Regions from separate parts of the Mus musculus genome. Here regions 1 and 2 are each linked to region 3. Evidence: chromatin contacts called from public HiChIP or PLAC-seq data. All regions are on one chromosome and are shown on one strand. Each heading gives the region's core, a stretch centred on a gene start, on an enhancer-like site or on the middle of the called end of the contact. The rest is flanking DNA. Distances are from core to core; before and after follow the strand shown. Region 1 has its middle 29 kb from the start of Gm33647. Region 2 has its middle 53 kb from the start of Gm13582. Region 3 overlaps Gm33702 (a long non-coding RNA gene).

Evidence for each region. HiChIP or PLAC-seq counts read pairs in DNA pulled down with a chosen protein or histone mark.
Region 1: an H3K27ac HiChIP or PLAC-seq map of the NIH/3T3 cell line shows a contact between it and region 3, with 5 times the contacts expected there. The contact joins two enhancer-like sites. A contact is called at or near these places in 2 of 115 datasets of contacts at active chromatin or transcription factors (the NIH/3T3 cell line and embryonic stem cells) and 1 of 9 other capture datasets (embryonic stem cells).
Region 2: an SMC1A HiChIP or PLAC-seq map of the NIH/3T3 cell line shows a contact between it and region 3, with 3 times the contacts expected there. The contact joins two enhancer-like sites. A contact is called at or near these places in 1 of 15 datasets of contacts at CTCF or cohesin (the NIH/3T3 cell line) and 2 of 484 Hi-C or Micro-C datasets (nephron progenitors and uterus).

What each region holds. Positions count from the first base shown.
Region 1 is chr2:60,938,882-60,941,581 of GRCm38.p6, reverse strand. It overlaps a transcript of Rbms1 not described here. Among named protein-coding and RNA genes, the nearest start is that of Gm33647, 29 kb to the left of the region's middle. Within about 2 kb of position 1,436, at least 99 of the 459 cell types and tissues checked have an H3K27ac peak or open chromatin away from gene starts, as enhancers often do. A contact at or near this core is called in the NIH/3T3 cell line, where this site is marked.
Region 2 is chr2:61,026,540-61,029,239 of GRCm38.p6, reverse strand. No RefSeq gene overlaps it. Among named protein-coding and RNA genes, the nearest start is that of Gm13582, 53 kb to the right of the region's middle. Within about 2 kb of position 1,334, at least 21 of the 459 cell types and tissues checked have an H3K27ac peak or open chromatin away from gene starts, as enhancers often do. A contact at or near this core is called in the NIH/3T3 cell line, where this site is marked.
Region 3 is chr2:61,352,945-61,355,644 of GRCm38.p6, reverse strand. The region is part of intron 3 of Gm33702 (a long non-coding RNA gene); the gene reads left to right. Among named protein-coding and RNA genes, the nearest start is that of Gm33702, 4.3 kb to the left of the region's middle. Within about 2 kb of position 1,369, at least 52 of the 459 cell types and tissues checked have an H3K27ac peak or open chromatin away from gene starts, as enhancers often do. A contact at or near this core is called in the NIH/3T3 cell line, where this site is marked.

The DNA of each region.
Region 1 (2,700 bases), core at 187-2,686, 410 kb after region 3:
GAAGGGGGAAATGATGTCATTATATTCTACTTACAAAACATTTAAAAAGTCATTGTAGGAAAGAAAGGAAGAAAAGATGCAAGCTCCAGAAGAGAAGTAGTCAAACTCTTTGAATATTGAAAGAGAGTTGAGGGGGTGTAAATGTGCGTCGCTGAGAAAGAGAGTTTTCAGAGCAGACTGTTCGGGTATTTTATACCAATTATGTGCAGCTATTGCTTTGAATAATTTCTCTGCCCTGCTGAGATTTCCTTTTTACAAATCCTGGCGCAATTATAAGATGGAAGTCTGGAATGTATAAACAGTGTCCTTTGAACAGTAAATGAGGCACATTCTTCTAAACTCAAGGGTAGGAATGTGCTACCTCTTACCCTATGTTCTCTGCCTTCCTCTCCCTCCTAATCAAAAGCTCAGAAGCCAGTGTGGAGTTCAACAGTGTATAGAAACGTGACTTCTCTTTCTTTCTTTCTTTCTTTCTTTCTTTCTTTCTTTCTTTCTTTCTTTCTTTCTTTCTTTCTTCTTTGAACAGTTTAAAATAATAGTTCCATCAAATTAACAAAATCTTGAGGTTGCTCTGACATTATAGCCAGTACACTTAATTCCATCTTGGGCGGCCAGTGTTCAGAATTCCTCATTCGGCTCTGTTCTGTTTCCAACCTTAACAGGAGAATCTGTGATAGATTGCCTTCCCCTTTAGCTTTGAAACTAAACCCTAAATCCTGTGCCAAGTCGGTGCACTTGGGGTGTGGGGGATGGGGGGGAATGATACCCTTGGAGCAGAGCATCAATTTCTAAGTTTCTGATTTCCTAAATGCCAGCTGGTTTGTGGCAAAGCAGTGTGTACTGGTGATGGCTAACGGGGTCTAAAACCCTGAAGAGAAGTGAACTGCCACTTGAAGTTAACTGTACAAAGCCCGAACTCCATTGTGTAGCAGAACTCACAGACCTTGCACAATGTTTACAGTAAGGTTTGGAGAGTTGCCTAGTGCTGGACTATATACAATTAAACAACGTGGTTGAACGGCCTTTCATGCTAGCCCTGCCCAAGGGGGGCCAGCGTGCACACGTGATCATTCTTGGAACTCTTAACATAAACAGGAATGCAGAACCTTGATGTGGAATTCCAAGTGCACGCTGGATTTTTTTTTCACATAAGTCCCCATAGAAGCTAAAGATAGCAACAATAAAGGGATCGCCAAAAGTGAATTATTTCTCTGTCAAAGAATGTAGTACTTTTATTTTGTGTGCAACTGAGCCTATGCAATTTTCTTTAAGCTGAGCTCAACATAGGAGAGTGTTTAAATTAATTACAAGATGGATTTTTTTGGAAAATAATGCTGGGAAATAATACAAAAGAATGCTTCCTGGGTCTTCCTGCCATGGTTTCTCTGAAAAGAGCTGGAATGATATGAGAGCTGAAAGTGAAACCAACCACTGGCCAGTTGCAGTCCACGCCATGTTTAAGAAGTTAGATTAGACCAACTTACCATTACAGTTAGCCCAGAAGGGAAAAGTCCTTGATGTTGATGGCGACAATAGGGGGAAACCATACAATGAGCATGATTTATTTAGTCATTTGGGGGAAGGGTGGAAATACATAAGGGATTGATTTATAGTTCTGTTGTCCAGAAATATAAATATATATTTTTAATGTACCTATTGCGTTTTCCCTAAAGTATCTTTCCTTTCAGTTTCTCAGGGGTGTTTGGCTTTGTAGTTCTGAAAAATAGTTTATATTGACACCAACATGAAGCATGGCTCTGTTGTCTGACATGGAAAGACCAAAAGCCGACTCAGTACCAGGATGATCTGAGCTCACCCCAGGCCCCTAGAGCCAGTGGCTCCAGCTGTTTCTGCCTCCAGTTTCTATTCTGTTGTCTGACATCAGGAAGTGTGTTAAGCATGATATTAGAGAGGTTTGAGTGGCTGAATACAAAGTGTTCCTGTTGTGTGTGCAACACAAATGACCACTGCTCACAAATGGGAGAATATGTGATGTATATGCTGGCCCTGGCAGAGCACTTCAAACTATTAAAAAATTACCTCATACATGTAACTTTACATGTTAAAGTTGCCTGTTTGCTTCCCTCTATCTGTCCTGAAACTCACAATTTAGAGTCTATATTATAAATCATGTTTTATCCTTTGATTTTTCTATATTATAAAGCCCCCACCCCCAACTTCTCAAAATCTCATCAAAAGATGTGAAAGTCTATCTTGAGTTAGACAAAAAAATATTCAGGACAAGGATTTGAAGGTACTTGTGAGCGTGAAGGAGGGACTTTGGAGTACTGGCTGTCAGTCAAAAAAGATCACTCTGTTGATCCAAATAGCCTTTAAATAAACAATTGCTAAACTATCTTTAATTGTACCTTTATGTGTTTAGGGTACAGTATTGCATATACAGCCATGCATATTTATGAATTCCAACTGGTTTATTTTTTTTCAAGGAAATAAATAATTTCAAACATCTCTTTCTAGTATTAATTTTTTTATAATGTAGAAGAAAGCTGATTGTGATATTTTCTGTAAACTTTAAAAATAATCTCTCATAAATTAATATTTTCTCTTTTACTGAAAAAAATCCTAATTTAAAAAAATGGTTGCTTTGTAGAAATCTCTCCTTTTGGTTCTCCTTTTGTTGTTATTAAAGGGTGCTAATCTTAGCAAATCAGAGTGACCAGTTTATATGCATCTGAATTC
Region 2 (2,700 bases), core at 85-2,584, 330 kb after region 3:
TAGTGCGCATGTGTAATCCCTGTCCTGGAGACACAGAGCTTGGCAGATCCCTGATGCTCACTGGCTAGTCAACCTACCCTAATCCTTCCTTCCAAGTTAAGTGATAGACCTTGTCTCAGAAAAACAAGGCAGATGCCTCCTGAGGAAAGAAAGCTGAGGTCGTCCTATAGTCTACACACACATGTGCAGTGTCACATACACAAACACATGCACATATACCATACAAATAGACACACAGAGAGAGAAGGGAGGATAGCAATTGAAGATATCCAGTGCCCTCTGACCTCCACACCTCATGAACTTGGATGCACCAACACCTGCCACTGTCTCCTGCACACAAAATTTTGATAGAATGAATGAGGATAGCTTTAAACTGGTGTTAATCCTTCATCTGCTCTACTTTAAGGAAACAATTTAGTTGGGAAACACTTTTACAACCACTTACAACACACCAATGTATTGTGACATTAGAATTGAGAAACCTTGAGGTAGAAACAGCTTTATAATTGCAGAGTCACAGCCATGAGGGAGATTCTCTCCCTGAGCTGATCATTAATGCACAGGTGTCACCTGAGCAGGGGTGCAGGGGGTGCAAGGGGGCTCCTGGTGACGCTTGGGAGCTTTTTGCCTTACTCCGGCTCTATCCAGTGTTAGCATTTGGTCAAGACTTGGGATGAGTATAGGATGCTGTACACACACAATCAGACAGCTTGAATCCACTCTCTGGCTCTCGCACTAATGATCTGCATAATGTCTGCAGGACATTTCATCTGTCATTAAGTGCCTCTGTTTCAGGTTCATCAATCAATGAATTATAACAGCTGAGTGAGTCCATATATGGGAAGCAGCTGAATCATATTTTTCACAGAGTAACTTAAAAAATGTTGCTTATTACTAGGGGGTGTGACTATATTCTACAGTAGGAGTATGAGCTGTATTAAAGTAATTGATACAATCCAGGGGACCATACTTGTGGGATAGGGTTACAAAGGCATCTATAATATTTAAGGCTATATTCATTTCAGTTGTTACTGGAATGCACAGAACAAACTTAGCCATTCTAAATGCACACTTCAGTGATGGTAAGTAAATTATATTATTTTGCTACATCATGATCATCTATCTCCAGAATTCTCCCCACCTAATAAAACTGACTTCCTATACCTATTGGACAATAACTCCTATTGCCACCAGCCCCAACAACTACATTCTTCTTTCTGGTTCTTCTATTTTAACTACTTCAAGAACCTTGCACAGTACTTTTGTGCCTGGGACTGGGCCTATTTCACAACATCATTTCCTCCAGAGCCATCCATGTTGGAGCATACATCAGAATTCCTTTCCTTCCAAAGGCTGAATCATGCCCCATGATTACAATAACACGCTTTCTTATCCACTCCTCCAGCAACGGCACTTGGATTGGTTTCACATTTTAGCTACATGAATGATGCTATGAACGGAGATCTTTAAATATCCCAAGTGGAATTCTCATTTTAATTATTTTGAGTATATACTCCGAGTGAAAATGGTGGATCATGTGGGAAGTTGGTCTTCTTAACGTCTTAAGGAAATTCTATTGCTTTTGACAAAGATGATGCAATTTTATATTCCTACCAACAGCATGAAAAAAAGTTACAGGTACCCCTCCCCCTCTCTCCCGCATTTCTTTTGCTGATGTTTCTGTGATGTGGTATTTTTGTCCTGTTGCTGTTTTAACTTAGGTTAACTTTACATCCCGCGTGTTAGACACTTGTTTCTCTTCTTCGGTGAATTGCGCGGTGATGTCCTTTCTGGATTTGGTTGTGTTAGTTGTTGAGAAGTCTGTGTTGATGGAACATTCACCACTGGGCTGAGGTTCATGAATGTTACCTACTCTCTTCGCTCAAGCAGTTATCAGACTCCAAGCAGCCTGGACTTCACAGTATCGTCTCAAAGTATCAGAGACAAATTAAAACCTGTTGGACACAGAGTGGAGATTCGGGAACTATTGACAGAATTAGACAAAATCGGACTGTCTAAAAACTAAACAAGCTGTCGGGTAGAATTTTGAACTTGCTTTTCATGATGCCTATTGATTTCTATAGTAAAATGAGTAGATTTTTTTTAACACAACAGAGTCCATGTAATAAAAGTGTGTCTGATGTTTGTGGGCCACCGAGCTGGTAAAGACACCTTCTGTCAAGCCTGATGGCACAAGTTCTAAAGAACTGGTTTTTAAAAGTTGTGTGCAACACGTGCACGTGTGCACACGCGCGCGGGCGCACACACACACACACACACAGAAGGGTGAAATAGAGATGATATAGATAGATAGACGGACAGACAGACAGACAGACAGGCAGGCAGACAGACCAATGGGCAGATTGGCTGTTCTCTGTGTCCTCATAAGTAGGCTTGGGAAAGCTTTTTTGACATATGCTAAGTTCCCTGGCCCTGCAACTGTAAAGTATTATACATCAAGATGACCACATGGCAAGTCTGTGATTATCTCTTAACCCTCTGATGTGATTGGATTAAATGTCTTTTTGAGATTAACCTCCAGAAATCTTAAGATTTTTATCTAATGAAATTGTGAGAATTCTGGATTTTTTTTCCTTCCTAAATACATACTTAACTATTTCCCAAATGGCTACCTCTTAAGCTCTTATTGGGTTTTTTCAGGCTCTGGGCCAAAGAGACTGCATTTCTTTCTTTTTTTCT
Region 3 (2,700 bases), core at 120-2,619:
CTCCCCCTAAAATTTACAAAATGATAAAATTAGATCTGTCTCTGTTATTCTGTTTTGGTGTCTCTCTCTCTGCGTGCTTCTCTCTGTGTCTCTCTGTCTGTTTCTCTGTCTTTCTTTCTGTCTCTTTGTCTCTGTCTCTCTCTGTCTCTCTTATTCAGCACTGCAGAATGCATTTCTTACTTTCCTTCTGTGTTCCCAGCATCCTCTGTTCACTTGGCTCCTGCGCATGTGTTTTTCTCATCAGACCATAGCTTCCTAGGAACAGGACGGTGCTTTCTTTGTCCCCGTCTCGCTGGCTGTTGGGGAGATGAATCAACAGTTAAAGAGAAGTTCTTTGATAATTAACAGGCTGGATTTTTTGAATGCACATTTATTGATCACTTAATCAGTGTTCTAGGCACTTAGGATAAAATGTCCATGATAAGTATAGTATATGTGTTCCCAGCTGCCTTGGTTTAACGCTCCACGGCTATTAGTCACATGCTATAACATGCATGTACACTGGAGAGGTGAGTTGTGCCAAGCAACCTACGAGGCCATCAGTGTGGACCATGATATGCCTCTTACCTCAGACAACAAAAAATCACATCCTTTTATGGAAAAAGAAAAAAGAAAACAAAAAAAGAAAGAAAAAACCAGGCTGTGTCCATGCATGGAAGTTGTGTGGTGAGCATGTGTTTGGTGTTACCTCACATCTTAAATTCAGGACATCTGACCTCATACAACACAGAGGAAAGTTCATCGAAGCATAGAGGAAGAACAGGAGAATGTATTTTAAAGAGATTATAATTCTTGACCTTCCCTAGATGGAATGGCGCCATTTTAGACAGGATAACTTTTTCATATTCTGAACTTGAGACTGCCCATGAAGTTTAGCTCCCTTCTCTACACTTCCAGAACAGATGGCGGGGCACACGCCTGTCCTTAGAATGAGACTCTTAAATGCTGGCCACCTGCATGTCTACTGTTTCCTTCTCCTTTCTCAGTTGTTTGCTAACCCTCCCCTGCCAATTATCTTTTATAAATGTCTAGAACAACATCGTAGGAGGTTTCTAGTGGATCCATATACTTCTGCTTTCAAAATAACATTTTATCTCCCTGACTCAAAGGCAGAGAGGGGAAAAAAAAACCTCACACCACAACAAACCCCTACACACTCAAAAGAACCCACAAGGGAAGACAGCATTGGGAATCATATTGACATATAATTATCCTGTTTACAATCTCTCCGACGTCTTTTCTCACAGAAAAATGCAGATTTGGAAACAGAGCAAGAAAAAGATGCCAGAAAAGCGCTGGCAAGGCTCTGACCATTGCCTGCTTAGGAGGGTGCAGAAGGAGAGAAATGTGTTTGCAATTAGGACTGACCAGAGCAGGCCGGATTACATCTGCACAGAGCCAGGCTGAAGAGCTTTCCAGGCTGAGCTTGTCCTGTGGGCCTAAGTGGATAAAAAAGCAACTTAGACTACAGCCATTACAAGGAAATAAATGCCCTTCCCGCTCGCGTCTACTCTCAGGCTGCCCTTTTCTGGCTCGTTCTTTCCCCTTGAATGAAGAGGAATAAAATCACTATCATTTCAGACCTTCTTGTGCTATACAGCTCATGGGGGCTTTTATGCATTCTTCTTTCCCGGGCACGGACTAGGAAAAGGGAAATAAAATGATTGTTGTGTAGTGGTTTCAAACTGGTTGCGGATGACAGGGCGACCAGTGGATATTTTAATAAGGTCCCATCAAGACCTGGAAGGAGCCAGTGTCCTGTTGTCCCTCCCTGCAGCATCTGCATTTGCTCTGCTCACCCAGCACTCACCACAGCTCAGCCATTCTCTTTGATCTGGTTGTTCTGGGCATAACACATAGTTGTTTTCTGCAAAGAATCCAAAGCTGTTCAGGTTTTCCCCATCTCCACAATTTCCTATCACGGAGGCTGCTGCCTCTCCCGCACCCGCAGTTAAGGAACAAAAGCCTAAAACAAACTTTGAGACTCCCAAGATGCCTGGATTTTCAAGTTAGGTGAGGCTTGTATATGTCTTGTTCAGTGCAGTGAAGATAACACTGCATTCTCCCTCAGATGAAAAGACAGAGGAGTGACAGCCAGTCAGACATGCATTCTCTCCACCTGACTCCTTGATTATCCCTGGTTCACATCTTCCACATCAGTCTTGTCTTACTGCATTTTATATTTCTTGGATTAAATACATACAGTTGAAGTGTTGTTACTTTGCAGGGTATCTCTATGGGATGGACTTAGAGGATTTTTTTTGTGGTTGCAAACACACACAAATGCATACAGGACCACACATGTACAATGCATACACACCACACACCGCATACACTATTTTCCCTGCTACTATCGTTATTGCCTAGGCAATGATGAAAACATCAACTCAACCAATTTTTAAAGAGCTAACAATGCTCTCACACTCTTGTTTTAACTTAAGATGTACCAGGGCTGATACTCCACTGAGAAGAATCTGTTTTAGCTACCTATGTTAGGTTTCTACACATAAGCAAGTCTTAAAATGTATAAATATCCCAGGCAGGTAGTTAAAACTTGGTACTGATCTTCTTCTTAGGTGACTTGTCGAAAGTTATGGAAGAGTGGCCAGCAGGGCTCTTTGCATTGAAAAACTCTGTATTTGTGCTATGATGCGTTCTCTTTCCTTCTTTGACTGGAGTCCAGTCTTTCTAGAGTTAGAG